4 separate regions of the Sus scrofa genome follow, and regions 1, 2 and 3 are each linked to region 4. A link is a contact called in public HiChIP or PLAC-seq and promoter capture Hi-C data. All regions are on one chromosome and are shown on one strand. The core of a region is the stretch at or near the end of the contact, and the rest is flanking DNA. Distances in the headings are between cores, read along the strand shown.

Region 1 (2,782 bases), core at 169-2,668, 440 kb after region 4:
ACACAAAATGGTCCCTGACATTTACTAAATGCTTTTTAGATGCCAGCCGCTTTTAAAACAACTTATATGAATGATCTCACTTTCTCCTCATGACTTTGTGACGTAGGTGACAACAATCATGGCCAACACGTATGACACAGCGCATGTCAGCATGTTCTAGGTGCTTCACTAACTTGAATTCATTTACTCGTCGTGAGCTTGTGACTTAGGCACTATTATTATCTTCATTTTATAGGTGAGGAACCTGCACCTTACAGACATTAAGGAATTTAGCAAAGCCACTCACCGAGTAAGTGAAGCCTGGGTTCAAAGGCAGGCAGAGCCCCTCTAATGATACCATCCTCACCACACCTCAGGGGACAAACCCCCAAGGAACATCCCACCTAGACAAGCACAGCCCCGAGATCCACGCTGCCCAGTCCTGCCGCCCCCTCCAGGGGCTCCTGGTTCATCGGGGGAGCCCAGATGCAGAAAAGACCCTTACACGGATAAGCTCCCACAGAGCAGTCTGCGTGACCTGAAAGGGCGCTTCAAACCAAATGTTCCAGACAGAGAAAGAGCAGGCTGGTTGAGGGGAATCAAAAAGGGCCCAGGGAAAGAGAGATCAGCAGCAAGGATATGGTACACAGCACAGGGAATTATAGCCATTATCTTGTAATAGCCAATGATGGAGTATAATCTGCAAAAATACTGAATCACTATGCCAGACACCTGAACCTAATATAATATCGTCAATCAGCTGTACTTCGATTTCAAAAAAGAAAGGCCCTGTGGGGAGCACAGCCTCAGCAAAGAATGAGGAGGAAGGACCGAGAGGCCCGGAGCCCAGCATGGGGGCAGCGGAGGGACAGACAGGGTGCTCCAGGGCCTGGAGGTGACAAAGAATGGCGTAGGAGACAAATATTGGGAGTCCACGCATCTGAACCACCTAGAACAGGCAAATTCACAGAGACAGAAAGTGGACTAGAGGGTCCGAGGGGCGGAGGGAAGGGGAGTGAGGAGCTATTGCTTAACCAGTACAGAGTTTCTGTTTGGGGTTATGAAAATATTCCAGAAATAGATAGTGGTGATGGTTGCACAACCCTGAGAATGGAATTAATGCCAATGACTACACAAACGTTAATGTGGCAGATTTTGTTACCGATATTCTCACACACACACACACACACACACACACACACACACGCCCAAACCTTGGCAAGGCCCTGGGAGTTGCCCTCTCACTGGGCTGGGCTGGCCGGTTGCTGAGCCCAGGTGCCAGGGAAGATGCATTCTTTCCCTTCGCATCTGAGCACCGGAGCCCTGGTGTCTGGTGACAGAATTGGCAGGGGATTGTTGCCTGCAGCGTCACTCCTGCCTGTAGCCCCAACACCCGCAGCTCATGGGACCCCACCCTGGGCCTCTCCCTCAGGCTGCCCATCTCCAAGCTGCCTCCAGGCCGTCGGCCCTGCAGGGCGGTGGCTTTCTCTCTCTCACTGCTTCCAGCTCTGCAATCACAATCCATCTGGTTTCCAAAGCTGCAGATGCCAAAGGAAAAGCCGTGGCAGTGGTGGACTGTGTAATTAACGTGGAATGTTCCGAGAGAACAGAGGACACAGGGGACAGAGGTCAGGCTCTCAAACAACACCCGCTTTCTGCTAAAGGAGGACTATTTTTTTTCCTCTCCTTCTCCCTTCCCGGGAGATGAAACAATAAACCGCAGAGAGTTAAAGAGATAAACCTGTTCTATTTCACACGTATGAAGCAGGCCCTGGTGCAGGGGTGGGGATACTAAGGGCAGTAGCTGGACAGACGGTGCTCTGCCCCCATCACCACCCCGCCTTGCGACCACAGAGGCTAGTCTGCATACACACACACACACCGTTGAAGCACCTGTCACCCCAGCAAGGCCACCATTGAACTGTCAGTCTGCATGTGCCAAGTCGTCAGAAGGAAAGTCCATTTAAAAATAATAATAATAAACTGGCCCACAAGCCCCTTTCCCTGTAAAACTAAGCAAAGACAGAACTACAAGATAAAGAATTAAATGCACTAATTATATTTGAAATCCTGTTCAGTATAGAGGCTCTTAAGAAAAAATTGTTTTTCAAGTGTAATATTTGGGATCTGTTTATCACTAGGCTCAGAAAAGGGGGGGCAAAAAAAAGTCTCCCTATCTACACTCAAAAAAACGAAGCCAGATTAAATAAAGTACCATAATAACTGTTCAGAAGAAAAGTCTGGTAGAATCTAGAACTTGCAGGTTCCAGGAGAATTTGGAATGAATCTCCCCATCGCTTTTGCTTCCACTGCTTCATACAACAGGCTATAATCACTCTACAACAAGTGGTCCAGCCCCACTCATCCTCCCTTCCCCGCCTAGCCTATGGACATCTGATGGACAGGTGGACAGGGCTGGTTTCCTACTCATATCTGAATCTTGGGTCAGCAACCGGCTTGGGGTTTTGCTCAGAAAGTGCGACCTGTTCGCATACATGGAAGTGCGTCACAGCTCGGCATCTTGACCAGCCAGATAACAAGACAGCATGATTTGGCTAGGATGGGGTTGGGGTGTGACCCCTCTCCTGGAAGGCAGAGGTCTACAGAGTCGTCTACGTTGACATTAGGGTGACATCACGCCCTCACTGCCTAGAGAAGGAACTGCAGCTCCTCGGCACAACACGTGGACCCCACGATCCAGCCCCTGCCCCACCACATCCTCCTCTGCTCCCCAGCCCTGCCCCGTGTGCACACCCAGCCCGGAGCTGCTGGAGTCCCCGCATGTGCCACCTGCCATGACCAC
Region 2 (2,774 bases), core at 206-2,705, 500 kb after region 4:
TGTGCTGTCTCCCCCTCCCTGGGACCCTCCCTGGGAGATGTTGACAAATCCCCTCCGCTTATACAGGGAGGACCTTTGTTTCCAGCAGTGTCTGTGCATTACTGGTGACTTAGAGGCCAAGGAAACCTCATTCATCACCAGACTGGCAAGTTAAAGCTATATCTTTTTTTTTTTTTTTTTAGGGCCACACTTGTGGCATATGATGGTTCCCAGGCTAGGAGTCCAATCGGAAGTACAGCCGCTGGCGTACACCACAGCCACAGCAATGCAGGATCCAAGCCGCATCTGTGACCTACACCACAGCTCACAGCAGTGCTGGATCCTTAACCCACTGAGGGGAGCCAGGGATTGAACCCACGTCCTCATGGATACTAGTTGGATTCGCTTCCACTGAGCCAAGACAGGAGCTCCCAAGTTAAAGCTATATCTTCATACCTCTTCTGTTAAGGCAAAGCCCCAGATTTTAAAATCCTGAGTTGATCCAGAACCAACAACCCAAATGGCTGGCCTTTCCACAAGAAAAAAATGTCACAAACTCCCCGACATGAATGAGGTAACATGGACCATTTTGGTGCAAGCCCACTTCCCATACTAGTAGCCGTAAGCAGTAAGCACAAATGTGGCCCTGAGATATTCAGGGCAAGACTGCAGACTCCCAATCCCAGTTAACCAGGGATGAAGGAGAGGTGGCTGGGGGGAGCAGTGTCCTGAGGCTGCCCGCCAGCTGCTGCCACATACCTGTACACGGGCTGCATCTCCCTTGCTATGCCAATGACAGCACCTGGCAGGAAGTTGTCAAACTCCTCAAACAATTCCCGGATGTTGGTCTTGTACTTTAGGTCTAGGTCCAGCTGAATTATCCGCAGGATCTCTGGAGGAAAGAAAAGGACAACAATGACATAGACACACATCCTCAGAGGCTCAGTCAATGATAGAAGATAAGGAGGAGGGTGCAGAAAAGCGTTCTAGATTATGCTTGCTGGCACCAAATAATGCAGAGACACTGCTGGAAACAAAGGCCCTTCATCGACCAGCAACCTCCCTCCCATTCACAAAAAGCCTTCGTGGAAAACACTGGCCCGGTAGCTTTACTTCCAAATGCAGACACGTGTTTTCTATAAAGCTAGGCAACCAGGTCGCCCAGTTTAGGCCACTGTCCTTGTCAGGAGAGCACCATTTCTTCTCAAAAGTATCTGATTTAGATGATACGGTACCTGCACACCATACTTAAAATTCAAAGCATACAGGTGTTGGGGGAGGCAGGTAGTAAATGACCCACAGAGAAGGGGAGTAAAAACTGCTGTCACTTCAGGTTCTTGTTAATATTTCTGCAAACCTAGATATACGTGGAGCTGGGATGCTGACCCAGAGAGATCCAGCTAAGAGACCTCAGATGCTGTTAGGTATATTTAATCCACTGTCTGAAAGACTAACTGAGCTATAATTAGGCAGACTGAGTCTCACAGTTACCGGCTCCGAAGAGTTGTTTGCTTCCTCTGCCTCCAGATGAGTCAGGGGTGAGAAGGGAGGAGAGAATGTTGAGTTGGTTCTCCATTCTTCACCCAACCAGCCTGTCTGAGCTCCTGGGCTGGCAGTGCCATCAGGGGACCCAACAACAGGAGGATGGGGCCCTGCCCTCAGGGAGAAACACACAGGCGACTAGAAACAGCGGGGCACCCAGAGCTGATGTGAAGCGGAAGAGGGGCGGCTCGGGGCTCAGTGGTGAAGGAGGGTAAGTACTCGGTACTCAGAGAAGCCCTGGCCTGGGCATCAGAGCATGTGGTACAGATTCCGATTTTGCTGCTGACTGATTCTGTGACTCGAGGGAAATTGCTTCCTTCTCTAAACCTCAGTTGTTTCATTTGTTAAAGTGTAGCTGAGGCAGTTCTGGTCGTGGCGCAGCAGAAATGAATCCAACTAGAAACGATGAGATTGCAGGTTCGATCCCTAGGCTCACTCAGTGGGCTAAGGATCTGGCATTGCCATGAACTGTGGTGTAGGTCACAGACACGGCTCGGATCTGGCATTGCTGTGGCTGTGGTGTAGGCCGGCAGCTATAGCTCCGATTGGACCCCTAGCCTGGGAACTTTCATATGCCATGGGTGCAGCCCTAAAAAAGCAAAAAAAAAAAAAAAAAAAAAAAAATGTGCGGCTGAGACTTGTGCCTGGTGAGCCTGTGATCCTAGATGACAAGTGGGAACATCTTATTCATCTGAGCTATGGGCACCACAGGAACCCAGGGTCTGGAGAGTAGGGGACTCACTAGAATTTGAGGCAGTCAAGGAAGACTTAACAAAGAGGGGGACTGGGGCAGGCAAGGAGCAGTGAAATACCATGTCATCCACCCAGAAGGCTGGGCTCCCCCCTCGGCTCCCCACCAGCATTTCATGTGGACCCAGCACACAGAGCACAATGCTGTCAGGACCAGCTGCCCACAGAAGCCCCCTGAAGCCAGGGACCCCATCTCTGGCATCTTGGCCTCCATCCACTCATAGTGCGGGGCCTGGCATTCAGTAAACACTCAGGAACATCTGTGGAATTCTACAACCTTTCTCTAGATTCGTTTATGAAGAAATCACAGCTTATGATTCAAGAAAAACTGACTCATTTGTTCCTGTTCTGTTTTCCTTGGTGACACAGAAACAAATCATTAGCTGACATCCTATATCAGTTTTCTGCAAAAAATAAGTAAATAAATAAGTGCCAGTAAGCGAGAATCCAGCTGCCCAGGCCAGAGGCAAGTGAGAGGGAAGCAGGTGGCTTCCGGGGTCCCT
Region 3 (2,963 bases), core at 272-2,771, 260 kb after region 4:
CTGCCAGGGCCCCTCACTGGGAAATGTCCCATCTTCCACCACTCACGCCTCTGCCTCAGCTCACAGCCGTGATCTAGGGCCACGCTGCCACAGGAGGCCCTCCTAATCCTCACCCAGCCTTGACCTTGGTCTCCAGATATACCCCTCTTCCCCATATTCTTTGGGCAGAACATCACCAGAGAAAAATTGGACACAGCCTCTACCTTAAAGAACTTGAGGTTAGTGAGAAAGAGAAGCTTACACACAGAAACCTTTAACACAGGCCAGAATGTGGTCAGGGCTCTAATGCAGCTAGAGCTACCCTTTGTCATTGGCGTGTTTTCTCTGTATCGGTCACTGGCCTAATCCCATTGCCTACATGGCCACACCAAGTCTTTATGGGCCCTTTACCCCCATGGGGACTGTTGCCCCTGTGGAAGCAGCTGGAGGCTGGGAGGCTCAGGCCTTCACCTGAGAGGTCGGGCTCAAACACTCAAGGGATCTGGAATTCACTGGGAGCCCCCTATTCTCCTGCTTCCTTAGGGTAGACGCAGAGCCCCTTTCCCTCCTGCCTTCTCTCCTCCTTTGCTCCCCACGCCACACCACAGGGGCTTGCTTCATCCTGCAGCTGTCCCACAGCCCTGCTCAGCAAGTCCCAGTTGTCCTGAATGTTTACTTTCCTCTGAGCTACACAGATCTCTGTCTTGCTAGTCTTGACTGCTTTTCAAAGCCTAAATACGATGTGAAATTGTCAGTCCTTTAAGAAGCAGGATGATGGGGAAGGGGGATTGGAGGAAGGAAGCTGGACATGGGATGGAGAGGACCAAGCTTGTCTCTTAGTGAAGAGATTAAAGGACTGAAGGGGGCTTTCTGGGGAAACTGGGGCTCAGGATGGTCCAATAACTTGCCCAAAGCCACAAACCTTGTTAGAAGTGGAGCTGGGACCTCATCAGAAAGTGAGTGAGGATGAGAAGAGGGTTGTGGGCATACCAACCAGGCTGCACAGAGCCTGCCCCGGGGTGTTCACAGTCAGTGTTCAATGCCCCATCCCTGCTTCACAGGACTCCAGGGAGAGCCTAGAATCACAGTCCGAGGGAAGACAGACAGGAACTGTAAAGGCTGGACAGGCAGGGCTGGAGCTGCCCCAGGACCCACTGGCCCCTTGACCTCCTGCGGTACATTTCAGCATTATGAACACAGTAGGGCAGGATCCCCCCAGGCAGGGTACCAGACCCTGAGAAGGACACAGATAGATCAGTCATGCCCCTGACCTCCAGAAGTCCACAGCCTCCTGAGGGAGACAGACTGCTGCTCTGAAGGCCACACCAACCAGAACCCCTGCAGTAAGACATCAGGGTCAATTACCAAGTCACTGTGTCTGTGCTGGGCTGGAGCTGGGATTCCATACTCACCCTTGGCTTTGCAGGCTGGCGCTGTTAGCTCTGCTGATAGGGGGCGCAAGAGGGAGTCTACAGGCTGGAGGCGGGAGAGCCTGCTCGCTCTTTCCTGTTTGTTCCCCGTCTGCTTCCTGTGGGCTTCCTGTCTCTGTGAGCACCATCCCAGCACAATTTTTCCCTTGGCCCAAGACCGGGCCAAACTGGAGCAGCAGCTGACTCCAGTTTGCAGCTTTTCCAGCTCCTGTAGAACCTGTTTCACCCCACCCTGCCCCCCAAGGACACTGTCCACAGCCAGCTGGCGCCCCTGCTGGGAGTCTGGGCCCAGGCACAGGCCCCTCCCTCCTCCCAAGACTGAGTTCCAGCTCTGCAGGGCTCCTCCCTGTGCTTCTAAATGTTCCCTTTGCTCCCTCAGCCAGGGGAAAGTGGCTGCTTCCTAAAGTTTGTACCTCTGTCCCACCTTAGAGGTCTCCTTTTACCCTTGGGTTATCTAGTTAATAACTGGTTCTTTCTATTACATTTTCTCTATTCTGGTTACTGGACACTGACTGTTACCATATCTTTAATGGCTTCCTATTGCTTTGATCTCTCACAGTATCTGATCCCCCCCATCTGATAACATTGCCCCCTCATTTACTAACCGCTCTTCCCACCTGACCTGTTTCTATAGAATTCTATTTGACTGCCAATGGCAGTACCCTGTTGCCCTAACCTGGCCTGGATATGGTGTTGGTCCCAGATATGGGCATGTGGCCTAAGACAGCTGATGAGAACCTTCCCCTGGGACTTGTAGACAGCAAGGTCTCTCTCCTCTAGGGCCACTAACTGAAGTAGATTCAATTGGCTTGTCTGCAGCCTTGCCTCTCCTCTTTCCCCCACCCTCCACCCCATGCCAAATATTTCTATTTGTGGTAGAAAAAAAAAAAAAATGAAGACAACTCACAAAGAGAGAAAAGTGATTGAGTGTTGGTGAGAGACCTGACCACATCGCTGAGTCCTCAATCCAGAGGTGCCCCTTGTCCACTCCACTCATCTTGCCCAGTTTCCTGAGCCCACGGTTTTCCTTTGTGTGTAAGCGAGTGTGAGCTGGGTTTCTGTCACGTTTACCTGCAAGAGCCCTGACTAATATGGCTGAGGCGAAACTCCTCAGAACTGAGTTGTCTGGCATCAAGGTGAGTCAGGACCTCATGTAGTCAAATTCCCTACCAGGTCCGGCAACCCCCCTGCAACGTCTCCACCCCACCACAGACATGGGAAGACAGCTCACAGGTTCCTCTGGACAGACGCAAAGAAGCTCTAGAGAGAAAAACTAACCAGAGCATAAAAGGAGCTGATGGAGCTCCTGTTTATGAAAGTGCCTAGTTGTTCAATCGACCGTAGCTGAGCGGGACCAAGTTGAAGAAGCAAAATCTAAGAGGAAACCAAGTAGCAGAAGAATCAAGAATACAGCCCAATTTCCACCCCCCAGGGTCCTGAGTATAATGGTTTTTCTCCCTCCTGTGTATGTGGGAAAATATATAGATAATACATGTTATGTAATCATAGGATTGTATTAGTATTCCTTCTTTCTCTCATCAGGCTTCATTTGGA
Region 4 (3,039 bases), core at 82-2,581:
GAAATGAAAAAACTGAAGGTTAGAAGGTTAGGCGGTTTGTCCAAGACCAAGGAATCAACAAAAACCGGAACTAAGGATGAGAATTCATTATCGAATTTCCCATTACTTTTTAAATGGTACATTAACAAGTTGCTTCAAAATCAATTAAAATTATCCGTAATCTAAAATCGAGGAGTTCCCGGCATGGGTAAGAGGTAATGAACCTGACTAGTGTCCACGAAGATGTGGATCGTTCCCTGGCTTTGCTCAGGGGGTTAAGGATGCAGCGATGCCATGAGCTGTGCTGTAGGTCACAGATGGGGCTTGGATCCTGGCAGCTGCAGCTCTGATTGAACCCCTAGCCTGGGCACCTCCATATGCTGCAGGTGCAGCCCTAAAAAGCAAAAAAATAAAACAAGCAAAAATAAATAAACTCCAGAGTAACTCTGACTCTCTCATAAATATGCTAAAATCCAGAGCATATTGATGAGCTCTGTATGCTGTTTACTCTGCAGATTACAGATGGAAGTTAGTGTGATGTGCACGTGGATAATTAGGGGCATTTTTGACTCCCCAAAGATTCTTACTGAGAACTTAGCGAGTTCTCAAATAAGTGGGAGAATGAATGCCAAGATGACGAACACAAGTCAAGCTTCATCCCGTTTTCAAGGATCCCCAAAGTATGATCGTTCCCAGGCCCAGGGAACTATTAAGCCCGCCAAATTTTGAAGATAGATCGTTCATCTATGAGTGAAGCCCCTAGGGAATAAAAGGGGCGAAGCAGTTATTTTGTACTTCTGGCACCAACCAGCAGCTCTTGCAGGGTCAATTCTTTGAACAAATGAATACAAAAAGCAGTTTTTGCGACTTTTCTGTGCAGGCTTCCAAAGTTTACAGGGCAAAAACCAAACTCTTACCCTGGCATTCAAGATCTCACTCCAACCTCATCACACTAGACGCCACCTCTGGTGCCTAGCTACTACGGCCTGGTCGACTCTAAGGGACTTGAGTATTTGCGCATTTTGGTAGCCGCTGGGGCAGAGGGGGGCGTTTACCTGAAGTTACCGGAGGACGACAGTACTCATCCTTCAAAACAGTACTTTGGCGTTTCCTCTGGAAAATTACACTGTGACCTCTGACCCCAAGCTTCGCAGGGTTCACACTCTCATAACTAGACAGAAAGACTAAAAAAGATGGCAGGGTCCGTCTTACCCAGGCGTCGGTGTGACGATGGCTACGGCTCCGCTGAACTTGCTGACGGATAAGGGCCCGGCCGAGGGACCCAGCATCTGGCGCTCTCCTCCGACCCATTAGAGCGCAGCCGGGACGCCAACCTTCTTTGCCGGACCCACGCCTGGTTTTTTCGGTATTTAGGTGCGCGATCTCCGGAAGTGATGTATGAGCGAGCCCAAGTAATTAAGGCCCGAAGTTGAAGGGAAACATAATAATTTGTCTCAAATTGCCACTTATTTACCACTATGACAGAAAAAAATATAAAGTGGTCTTGGGACTTAAATTTCTATGTATATTCCTACCAATATCTCATATTTTGATACGTTGATTAAATCAAAAGGATGGTACCTTCCAAGTTTGTGCGTCGGTCTTTAGTGTCCGGTGTGAAACTAGGAGACGTGGAAAAAAGCGGCCGTTCATATTCGCGGTACTAGCTCCGCCTCCCGGCTGTTTCGTCAAAGGAGGAGGGGACCCGGGTGAAGGGTCCCCCCGCTGCGCTAGGGGGCGTTGCTTCCTGGCGCTAGATTTCTGTCCGTGTTCTAAGGTGTGGCCTCGCCGCCTTCACGCCCAGCAACTAAATAGCTTTTTGTTTACTTAGCTTTTCTGAACCGCGATTTGGAGAGAAGAGTCCCTGCCCGGATGGGAGTTCAGAATGGAAAGAGCTTGTCAAAGTTGCAAGGAAAGCCAAAGGGATTTGACCTAAATGCTTTTTTCAAGTAACTTTTTAAAAAAGTTTAAAAGTTAAACCTAGAATTGTATTTAAATTTTCCTGTAAATTAATATAAAGTGAAAACTGTGGCTGGGTTCCACTCTTTGCCACCTGACTTTTGTTCCTCATTTTATCGTTAGGTTTCCCTATGATGAGAATATAAAAAGTCCGGTTAGAGATGTGTGGGTGCTGGGCATTTAGTTCCATCCTCATCAATCAAAATTACCTCAATGTTGTGATGCTCAGAGACGAAGAAGCTTGGCAAGCCAGGGAAAATATTCGGGGTCAGGCATCAAACCCAAGTCTCATTATTTTATTCATTCCTGGGGAAAGGGGAGAACGAGGGCTGTTAGCAAGAATTTTAGAGGCCAGTTCTTCTCAAACTTTGATGTGCATGTGAAGCCCCCTTGGGATCTTATTAGTGCCGGTTCTGATTGATAAGGTCTAGGGTGGGGCGGGCACTCTACTCTTTAAGGTGATGCTGATGATGCTGGTCTGGTGGAAGGCCACTCTGAATAGCAAGAGAAGCCCACTTCCTTCTGGTGCAGATGAAAGCCCTGAAGTGGACTGGGTAAAGTCAGTCCCAGCAAGTTTGGGTCAGACAGAGCTGGGACAACATTCTCCCCTCATCTCTGCATCCTTGCTAAGCCCCACTGTATGCTACCCCTCACTAATGACTTCTGCTGAATTGGAGTGAACTCTGAGAAACCCCCAAAGGACTGTCGACAGTTCATGTAGCAGTTGGCAAGGCTTTGGGAAGGCAGTGCTCGCAGGTGAGAGAAGAAATGCATCAAAACATGGTTTCTCCCATTTCCCAACCTAGGAACAGTATATCTTTAAAAAACCTGAATGTAATCTCCACAAGTAAGATACGGAGAAGACCCATGGAAGAGAATTAGCAATTTCTGTCATTGTCTTGGAATTAAGTATTTAAACATAAAACTAACTCATAAAGTAAGATTCAATGCATTGTATAGTCTAGTCATAATAATAATAATAATATATGATATAAAGACCCCTGCTCTCTCCTTCTTAGATGTCAGTCAGAAACTTATGACTTAGCTTTCATTTCCTTTTCCAGATTTTGTCACCTTCAGAGACTTAGGGAAAAAAAAAAA

What was found. Promoter capture Hi-C pulls out the DNA fragments that hold promoters and counts their contacts. HiChIP or PLAC-seq counts read pairs in DNA pulled down with a chosen protein or histone mark.
Region 1: a contact with region 4 is called in a promoter capture Hi-C map of liver, with 7 times the contacts expected there. The contact joins two enhancer-like sites. A contact is called at or near these places in 3 of 5 promoter capture datasets (liver and skeletal muscle), 19 of 47 Hi-C or Micro-C datasets (adipose tissue, blood, embryonic fibroblasts and 8 more) and 2 of 2 datasets of contacts at active chromatin or transcription factors (alveolar macrophages and skeletal muscle).
Region 2: a contact with region 4 is called in an H3K27ac HiChIP or PLAC-seq map of alveolar macrophages. The contact joins two enhancer-like sites. A contact is called at or near these places in 2 of 5 promoter capture datasets (fetal liver and fetal skeletal muscle) and 2 of 2 datasets of contacts at active chromatin or transcription factors (alveolar macrophages and skeletal muscle).
Region 3: a contact with region 4 is called in an H3K27ac HiChIP or PLAC-seq map of alveolar macrophages. The contact joins two enhancer-like sites. A contact is called at or near these places in 1 of 47 Hi-C or Micro-C datasets (skeletal muscle) and 2 of 2 datasets of contacts at active chromatin or transcription factors (alveolar macrophages and skeletal muscle).

The regions. Positions count from the first base shown.
Region 1 is chr13:132,092,238-132,095,019 of Sscrofa11.1, forward strand. All of the region lies in intron 3 of XXYLT1 (xyloside xylosyltransferase 1), which reads right to left. Among named protein-coding and RNA genes, the nearest start is that of XXYLT1, 180 kb to the right of the region's middle. Within about 2 kb of position 1,419, at least 19 of the 83 cell types and tissues checked have an H3K27ac peak or open chromatin away from gene starts, as enhancers often do. A contact at or near this core is called in adipose tissue, embryonic fibroblasts, liver and 4 more, where this site is marked.
Region 2 is chr13:132,147,791-132,150,564 of Sscrofa11.1, forward strand. It overlaps XXYLT1 (xyloside xylosyltransferase 1), which reads right to left. Exons shown (of 4, transcript XM_021070076.1): 3 at 739-871. Among named protein-coding and RNA genes, the nearest start is that of XXYLT1, 120 kb to the right of the region's middle. Within about 2 kb of position 1,456, at least 5 of the 83 cell types and tissues checked have an H3K27ac peak or open chromatin away from gene starts, as enhancers often do. A contact at or near this core is called in alveolar macrophages and skeletal muscle, where this site is marked.
Region 3 is chr13:131,909,305-131,912,267 of Sscrofa11.1, forward strand. No RefSeq gene overlaps it. Among named protein-coding and RNA genes, the nearest start is that of FAM43A, 250 kb to the left of the region's middle. Within about 2 kb of position 1,522, at least 16 of the 83 cell types and tissues checked have an H3K27ac peak or open chromatin away from gene starts, as enhancers often do. A contact at or near this core is called in alveolar macrophages and skeletal muscle, where this site is marked.
Region 4 is chr13:131,647,925-131,650,963 of Sscrofa11.1, forward strand. LSG1 (large subunit GTPase 1 homolog) reads right to left here. Exons shown (of 16, transcript XM_021070074.1): 2 at 1,192-2,244. The coding sequence starts at 1,290. Among named protein-coding and RNA genes, the nearest start is that of LSG1, 4.5 kb to the right of the region's middle. Within about 2 kb of position 1,332, at least 79 of the 83 cell types and tissues checked have an H3K27ac peak or open chromatin away from gene starts, as enhancers often do. A contact at or near this core is called in adipose tissue, alveolar macrophages, embryonic fibroblasts and 5 more, where this site is marked.